2 separate regions of the Lactuca sativa genome follow, and region 2 is linked to region 1. Evidence: chromatin contacts called from public Hi-C data. All regions are on one chromosome and are shown on one strand. The core of a region is the stretch at or near the end of the contact, and the rest is flanking DNA. Distances in the headings are between cores, read along the strand shown.

What was found. Hi-C and Micro-C count contacts between places; a contact is called where the count stands out from the background.
Region 2: a contact with region 1 is called in a Hi-C map of bud, with 8 times the contacts expected there. The contact joins the promoter of LOC111876578 here to the promoter of LOC111876581 in region 1. A contact is called at or near these places in 4 of 4 Hi-C or Micro-C datasets (bud, leaf and seed).

What each region holds. Positions count from the first base shown.
Region 1 is chr5:196,000,747-196,005,125 of Lsat_Salinas_v11, reverse strand. It overlaps LOC111876581 (mediator of RNA polymerase II transcription subunit 33A), which reads left to right and starts at 2,646. Exons shown (of 12, transcript XM_023873133.3): 1 at 2,646-3,125; 2 at 3,795-3,905; 3 at 4,117-4,379. The coding sequence starts at 2,836. LOC111876610 (a long non-coding RNA gene) reads right to left here and starts at 1,930. Exons shown (of 3, transcript XR_002845062.3): 1 at 1,541-1,930; 2 at 1,323-1,428; 3 at 1.
Region 2 is chr5:196,522,609-196,526,992 of Lsat_Salinas_v11, reverse strand. It overlaps LOC111876578 (ribonucleoside-diphosphate reductase small chain A), which reads left to right and starts at 2,506. Exons shown (of 9, transcript XM_023873132.2): 1 at 2,506-2,777; 2 at 3,350-3,510; 3 at 3,992-4,040; 4 at 4,132-4,258. The coding sequence starts at 2,624.

The DNA.
Region 1 (4,379 bases), core at 1,397-3,896:
TCTGTAAACAAAGACATGCATTAATAACATAAATACTGCATTCAGAGTCTAATAAAACCATTTATTTCACTCATTTTGAATTTAATGCAAAATTATTATTAAAACTAATGTATTCTTATATACTTATACAACACAACAAATAAATATATTCAGAAAAAAATTAACAAAAAAATTTATACATAAATCATTCATATTTTAAATTATGAATTTGATATATTAAGTCGTGAATAAAATTTACATTATTTCAAAAGCAAACAAAAAAATTATAAAATAATCACAGCTTAATGTCAATTCATTCACAACTTTATACAATTAACTCATAATTTAATACACAAATTTTACAGTTTAATATAGTCAATTCATAGTCTAGGAAGAAAATATACAGTTTAATGCAGTCAATTCACAGTTTAAAACACAAAAGTCATAGTTTAATACACAAAATTCAAATTTTAATACACAAAAAGTATGCATCCATAACCATATTTTCAGCTTAACACTCTTTATATAGTCAATACAAAGTTTATACACAAAATTCATAGCTTAATACAAGTAACTTCATAGTTTCATACACATAATTCACAACTTAATCTAGTCAATTTACAGTTCAAACAGAAAATTCACAACTTAATACAGTCAATTCGTAGTTTAAAAAGAAAATTCAAAGCTTAATGTAATCAATTCACAGTTTAAAACACAAAAATGACAGCTTAGTAGACTAAATTAACATTTTAATACAAAAAAAGTAGTATTCACATCCATATTATCAACTTAAAACACTTATTACAATTAATACACAATTTAATATATAAAATTCACAAACTATTATAATAAATTTAAAGTTTAATTCAAAAAAATTATACATTCACAAGTTAATAGCAGTAAAAACTAAGATTAACAAAATTATATGACAAATGAGAGATTAAATTATCAAATTCACACATTAACAGAAAAAAAACCAAAATATAATAGATATCTACAACAAATGCAAGTAGAAAAACATAATATCAACTTAAAACTTTTAATTCATAGTTAAATACATAAAATTCACTGTTTAATACCCAAAAAAAATATGCATTCAAAAGCATATTTTCAACTAAAAAATTTAATACAATCAATTCACAGTTTAATACAACTAATTCATAGTTAAATATACAAAACTCACAGCTTAATATAGTCAATTTACAGTTTAAACAACAAATTCACAGCTTAATGCATTCAATTCGCAATTTTAAACACAAATATCACAGCTAAATACACAAACTTCATAATTTAATATACAAAAAATATGCATTCACAACTTAATTCACTGCTTAATGACTTACCAAATTTCATTGAGGCATTTCATCAAACACCTTGTGTGCATCTTTTTATCAGAACTCCCTTTGTAAACACAATCAATGTAAACATCATACACACACCAGATCTAACCTGAAAATGGACAAAAACATCATATCAGATGTCGATTTGGTGGTGTTTTGACCAAAAATAAGAGAGACAGAGATGAAAACGAGTAATAGAAGGGAAGGAGGTGACACATAACAGATCTGGAGGTGTAAATCATAGATTTCTAAGCGAAAATCAGAGATATGTCGTCAAAGATCATAGATCTACAGCTGGAGATCATAGATTTATAAAGAATCAACACAAATCTGATGAATACGAAAGCTTTTGGAGGTCGAAGACACGTATCAATGGTAGGCGGAGGTGGTGGTGCACCAGATCTGAACAATTTTGGTGGTGTTTCAAGGAGATTGAGAAAAAAAAAAGGCGGATGGAGATGTGTCACCAGAGCAACGTCGTAAGAGTGGTACGCTTGCGGTGGTTGACGTTGTTTCCGCCGGAGGTAGATCGTGGTGGTTGGTGGCGACACCGGAGGTGGTGGTGGCGTGGGAAAGCCACCAGAGGTGTGATGGAAAGGAAGAAATCTTTGGTGAGAGAGAGAAATAAAGTTTTGTAGATATAATGGTTTGATCTGGTATTTTAAGTTTCAGATGTAATAATAATGTTTGTGAAAATGGGCTTAGACTTCATATTATTTACAACCTTGCCATTCTGTGTTTTGACAAGACTTTCCCCTAATTACTTGGTTCTTAGGTTCTTAATCTTTTTTGATTCTCATTTGAACTTTTACATATATATATATATATATATATATATATATATATATATATATATATATATATATATATATATATATATATATATATATATATATATATATGATAATTATGCCACCAAAAACGGCTGATAACATGTTGTAATCAATTTAAATGCTCATAAATGGTTATAAATATTGTTTTAAAAAAACTTAACTGAATCTATTAATATTACAAATATTATGATTGATTATGTTAATAAAAACAAAAATTAACTTATCAAGGTAGTTACATTTTCGTTTTGTTTAAATCTGAGTAACTTCGTTTTTTCTCTACACATCTAATAACGAATTTATTGGAAATGTTACATATGATTAGTATGACTTGTAATTTGCTACGGTCCATCATAATTATTATATATAAATACTTCCAAAAATTTGGTTAAAAATGAATTTACCAAAAAGGCTAACAAAATGAAAAAATAAACTCTTTTTAGAGGTAGCGTCTAAAAGATGAAGCCACCATATATTTCTGTTAAAAGGCCATTTTCAGTTGCCCATTTAAAATTCTGATATTCAAGTACTATTGTCTGCCACCACTCCCTCACTTCCGTGTGCCCATCCACCCACGCCTTCACCATTGACTTCCAAAATTCATACCATTTTACACACATCAAACCCACCCAACAAACTCTCCCTTTCCACTTTCCAAGCTTCTCTAAGCAACATATGCGGTTTTAATGGCGGTGTCCTTAGGGACCTTCAGTTATAATAACAGGCTATGGGACTCTGTCCTTGATTTAACGAAGAAATCTCAGGATAAAGGCAGTGATCCGTTGATATGGGCGATTCACCTTTCATCCCAATTAAACTCGGCTGGTGTCTCTCTTCCTTCCACAGATTTAGCAGACCTTTTAGTTTCTCACATTTGTTGGGAGAACAACAATCCGATTTCATGGAAGTTTCTGGAAAAGGCGTTGATCTTCAACATCGTTCCTCCTTTACTTGTTCTCGCTCTTCTATCTACCAGGTTTCTTCATATTGACTTAATTCCCTTCACAACCTGATTTCTAAAACAGAATTTCGATTCTCCAAAGGTTTATCGATGATGGTGTTTTGAATCTCTTCTCATCATTCATGGTTTTCTAGTTTGATTTTGGTTGCTTGATTTCAACTTTCAACATTGTGATTATCATCAGCTTGATCCTGATTTGTTCGAATTTAGTAGTGTGGGTCCCTCATGGAATCAATCCAACTGGCTGACTGATTCCACGAATCCAAAATTTCAGTATTTTTTAAATCATTTTCACGCGTTCTTGAGATCATTTGAAGTTGAAGTTGATTTCACACTCACAATGGCCTCACATATATTTTTTTGACCAGAATTTCTGGGATTCTTTATTGAATTAGACAAAATTAATAAAGGATCTGTGTCGTTTTGTCTGTTTTTTACATGTGGGGTTCTTATGTTCATCAAGTATAATTAATTGCACTTTGAAATTTTGCTTACTTCACTTTCCCAAATTGGAAAAAGCAAATCATAGTACGATTATATTTGTAATAAATATGGACTAAATTTTCACATGCCATTAGCTTTATCCTGTTTTGTTAATTTGATCCATTTATGCGAGAATTAGGGCTCAATGTTCTTGATACATCAGATTGAACTACTTGACTAAATACTGTTTAAATTGAACAGGGTTATTCCTATGCGACGTGATCAACCAGCAGCATTTCGACTGTATATGGAACTCCTTAAACGACATGCTTTTAAGCTCAAATCACATGTAGAATTTCAAAATTATGAAGTGTAAGCTTTCTCCCTTAATTCCCTCTATATCTCATCATCTCTTTTACAATATGTGTTCTACTTGTCATTATTGAGAATTTATGTTTTAAATATTAGTCTAAATGCATGAAATAGCAATATCATTGAGTAGATTTTTCAAAATACAATGATATAACAAACAAATCAAGTAAATTACATTACTATGTAATAACCTACTAACTTGTTGATGCAGGATCATGAATTCAATAGACAATGTTCTCCATCTTTCTCAGATATTTGGTATGCAAGTGAAAGTGAATGATTCTGGGAGTTTGCTACTTGAGTTCATCTTTTCGGTTGTTTGGCAGTTAGTAGAGGCAGCATTAGGAGATGAAGGGTTGTTGGAGGAAAGAAAATTTAGATGGAATGTAGCTCAAGATATGGAATTAGAAGTAGGTTATGATGGAAAGAGGAATGAGTATCATGAGATGTTACAAAGTAGAAATACTATAATGG
Region 2 (4,384 bases), core at 1,257-3,756, 520 kb before region 1:
ATATGAAACACCTAGATATGGCTCCCGACAACTTGTAAACAAGACCAGTTTGGACCCTATCAGGTATATGTAGGATGCTAGCTGTCTTTGTGATGCTTGTATAGAAGACTAGGAGGTGACACTTGGCACTTGTTTGTAAGACCCGGGTTTTGGCCCTTGGCATGGCCAGGAAAGACCATGATGTGGCCCACGACATGTTAATGATTGTAAGAATATGGTTGGTGCATAGCATTCCATATCTTATGTATGGTATGTGGTATTTTGGGGAACTCACTAAGCTTTATGCTTATGGTTTTGTGGTTTAAACATTTTCAGGTACTTCTAGTTCCAAAGGGAAGGGCGCGGCTTGACTACACAACATCCCCTGATGGCTTTTCCGCACTGGTTATATTTGTTTTACTCTGATGTTTGGAAAATACAATTCACTCTGATTGGTTTTAGAACAAATGGTTGTATGGAGTTAATGGTTTAAAATGAAAATTTTTAGTTTCGGCAGCTCGAGTGTGAGATTTGTCTGTCTATGGATCGAGGTGAGTCTTCTCACTATACTATGTAAGATGATAGCTATATTTGTGACTCTTGCATTGTATGATGGTATAGGCTTATTTATTGATATATCGGGCTTAGCCCATTTGTATGTTAGGTTGAGCCTATTAATATATAGGGATGGGCCCATTGGTATCAAGGGTTGGGCCCCATATTATGGGTTAGGGCTAATGTGGGGATTGGGCCCGTTGATATGTATGTTATTCGATATTTATAGGAACTCACTAAGTTTTGCTAGTGTTGGGTGTGAACCACTAGTGGCATGAAATTTTTGATGCTTGCTGTCAAGGCTTCAACAACACAGGGATTTACATTTATTACTAAATAACAATCAATGTATGTTTCTCTTAACCCTATTTGTATTTTTGAAAATATGCTAGTATTCTAGGGTTTCTATTTTGTTGTTCAAAGTTGTATGTTTAATTAGAGAAAACATAAATCAAGTATTAAGATTGCATGAATACATAAGATTTATATGTTTTGCATAATACCCATCAATTCCATCTATGAAAAATCACTTAAATGATGTTTAGATGTGAAAGAATTCTCATATCTTTGTTTTTTTCATTTACCTTCCATTTTTGTGCGACTTATTCTTCAAGTTTGTGTCTAGGGTTTCAATCCAACATCTGAAGAACTGTGGAATGTCGTTGCTACTGAGTAATACAACATAAACTTGGATGGGTTAAGGGCCAGTGGCATACGCAAGACGTAATCCTATGGGTAGCACACCATAATTTTTAGATTATGCCGGAAAATTCGTAAAAATCTACAATTTGATTGAAATTTTGAGGTGTAATGTCGGCTAACCCTGCAACCCTAGGTCCAACGATGTTTGGTGTTGTTTCTGATCCAACAGGCTTAAACTTGGGTGGTTGTAGAGGTGGACAAACATATACCAAGGTGGGTCCTATGATGCACCTAATTTTTTAATTTTAATTAACATTTATACAAGATAAAATTTAGTATGTACCTTGAAAAAAATTATGTTCTATACAAAATATGAAACAAATAAATACAGAGCTTTTGACAAAGTTCTGTCAAAAGTCCTTAAGTTTAGAAGATTTTGTCAGTTTTGCCTTTAGGAGTTTGCTGGGGATGAGCATATGGACCGGGGAACTGGCCGGAACCGGTACCGGAGATGTAATTGGTCGGGCCGAGACCGTGACGATATTCTTGTGGATTTTTGGAACCAGAAACCGGCAAAAACCGGAACCGTATGTTGCTATTTCTCGAGGACCGGTTCCAATATTTGAAGACATGACAAGAACCGGTAGGAACCGGAACCGATAGAACCGGCGATCCGGTTCGGTTCCTATTTCCCAACATTTCCGGTTAGGACTGGTTCCAACTATGTCGGTTCCTTTGCTCGGCAGTTTGCCATTTAATAAAAAAAACGTTTTTTTGAATTAAGTCACGTATGGACGTACAAGTAACGTGTTTTCAATTTAAGTCACAAATGCTTTAGATAATGAGGCCCACTTTAGATAACCCAAACTTTTCTATCAATGTTGACTTTTATAACTTGAAGCGGCTTATGCGTGACGAAAGTATGTAGGGTTAAATCAGTATAAACGTTTCTTTTTTTCCTGTACAGGGTTAAATTAGCATAAACCTAATTCCTTATCTATTCAAATATACATAAATTTTACCTAATTAAGCTTCTTTGTGAACTATGACATCAAACCAATTATCGGTAAAAAAATTACATAGGCTTGAAAAAGATCACGGGTTCGGGGTCCTTTACATATGCATCTATTATATCCGTGAATCTAGAATATACCCATACGGTCATACCCAGATTACTCATAGTGTATAGATCATTTTTGTAACTATTTTATTTTTAGGGGTAATATGTACACTGAATAAAAGATGAGGGGTAATTTATGTTACTTAGAACTACAGAGAAAAATCTCACCCAAAACGGTTTGTCAATATACCAGCGAAAACGAACGAAATAATAAAGAAAAAAACCGTCAAATTGTGCAACTTATCTGAAGGGTTTTTGTAGGGTTTTCAACTTTTCATACCTATTTACCAGATATTACACACAGTTATCCAGAACAGAGATAGCAAAATGGGTTCTCTGAAGAATGAAACAGAGCACTTCAAAGGAGAAGAAGAAGAAGAACCAATTTTAATGGAGCAAAACCAGAGATTTTGTATGTTTCCTGTTAAATACCATCAACTTTGGGAGATGTACAAGAAAGCACAAGCTAGTATTTGGACAGGTAATGCTTATCAACTCGAATTTTATCAATCCTTTACAATTCTTTTATGCAATTCAAGAAATTCTATAAATTCGGTGTTTCTTCTTGCTTTGAATTATAAAAAGTAATTCTCTTTGTTTCTTGGTACTTTAATTTCATAATTCGGGTGCTTTTCTTGCTTTAAATCGTTCCTCTTATTACGATTGTATGATGTCTTCCTGTTATACTGGTTTTCAATATATAAATCATGTTAATCTACATAAAAAACGTACATAGATGATCAAATAAAGAACAACAACCATATAAATTTGAATTTTGGAGAGACTAACTTTATTATTTTGAAATGAAAGAAAACCCAAATTTGTCCACACTAGAAATAGATATCAAATTATGTCAAAAAGACTGAAACAGATGTCTCAAATAAAATTCGGTCTTCCATTGTAATCTAAAAATTCATAAACTATGAATCCTAAAATGATGTAATTTTCTATTAAAATTATTAGTACTATTTTTTATTTTGGATCTAAATGGATGTAATTTTCTTTTATATGTATATACATTAATGATTCTTTTTGTATATTTGATGGGTTTAGCTGAGGAGGTTGATCTCTCTTTAGACATACAACAATGGCAAAAGTTGACTGAATCAGAAAAGCAGTTCATAAGTCATATCTTAGCCTTTTTTGCTGCATCAGATGGAATTGTTTTGGAAAATCTGGCTGCAAGATTTTTAAACGACATTCAGATACCTGAGGTAATGTAATGCTTTTTTCACTTAGTGGAATAAATGAATTGTCTCAATATGAAAAAAAGAAATGTCCATTTTACCCTTTTGTGTAGAAGTGATGCAGAATAAAATGATGTCTTAATGGATAACATGAAGTCCATCTGTTTTTATTAAGTCGAAAAGAAGCACCACTATATAATCATATCCCCATTTAGTTTGTTAAGCCAAAAAGAAACAACACCTTAATCTGGTTAGTTATATAAAGGTGTTTCGATTTGACTTAATACAGAAAGAACGGCTTAACAGAAAAAGTATTTAAAATGAAGTTTTATCCACTATGTCTTAACTATTAACAAATTTTCAAATTTTCCCTCAGTTTTTCCTCCTTAATTTCTCTTAGTGTGCCTTTATTTTCTCAAATGTTTTTTTTTTTCAAATATTTTTTTTGAATTGTGGGATTTGTTGGATTTGGGACTAATTTGAGATGTTGTGTTGTTCTTTTTGATAGGCTCGTGCATTTTACGGATTTCAAATTGCAATGGAGAATGTACATTCAGGTGAGTCTCTTTAAGCTTCGAAGTTTAGTTAATATAAAATATTTTTTTGCTTAATATATCTATCTCATTGATTTTTAATACGATTTTGTAGAGATGTATAGCTTGCTATTAGAAACATTAATCAAGGATCCCAAGGAAAAATACAGATTGTTTAATGCAATTGAAAACATTCCTTGTGTTGCAAGAAAAGCCAATTGGGCTTTGAATTGGATTAAAAGGTAATCTCCTTGTTTAATGCAATTGAAAAACATTTCTTGTGTTGCAAGCAAGCCTGACATCACCTTTCTTGTGATTTACCTTCCCATATTGGTTGTGGGAAAGGTTGGTGGGGATCTGGGGTGGCC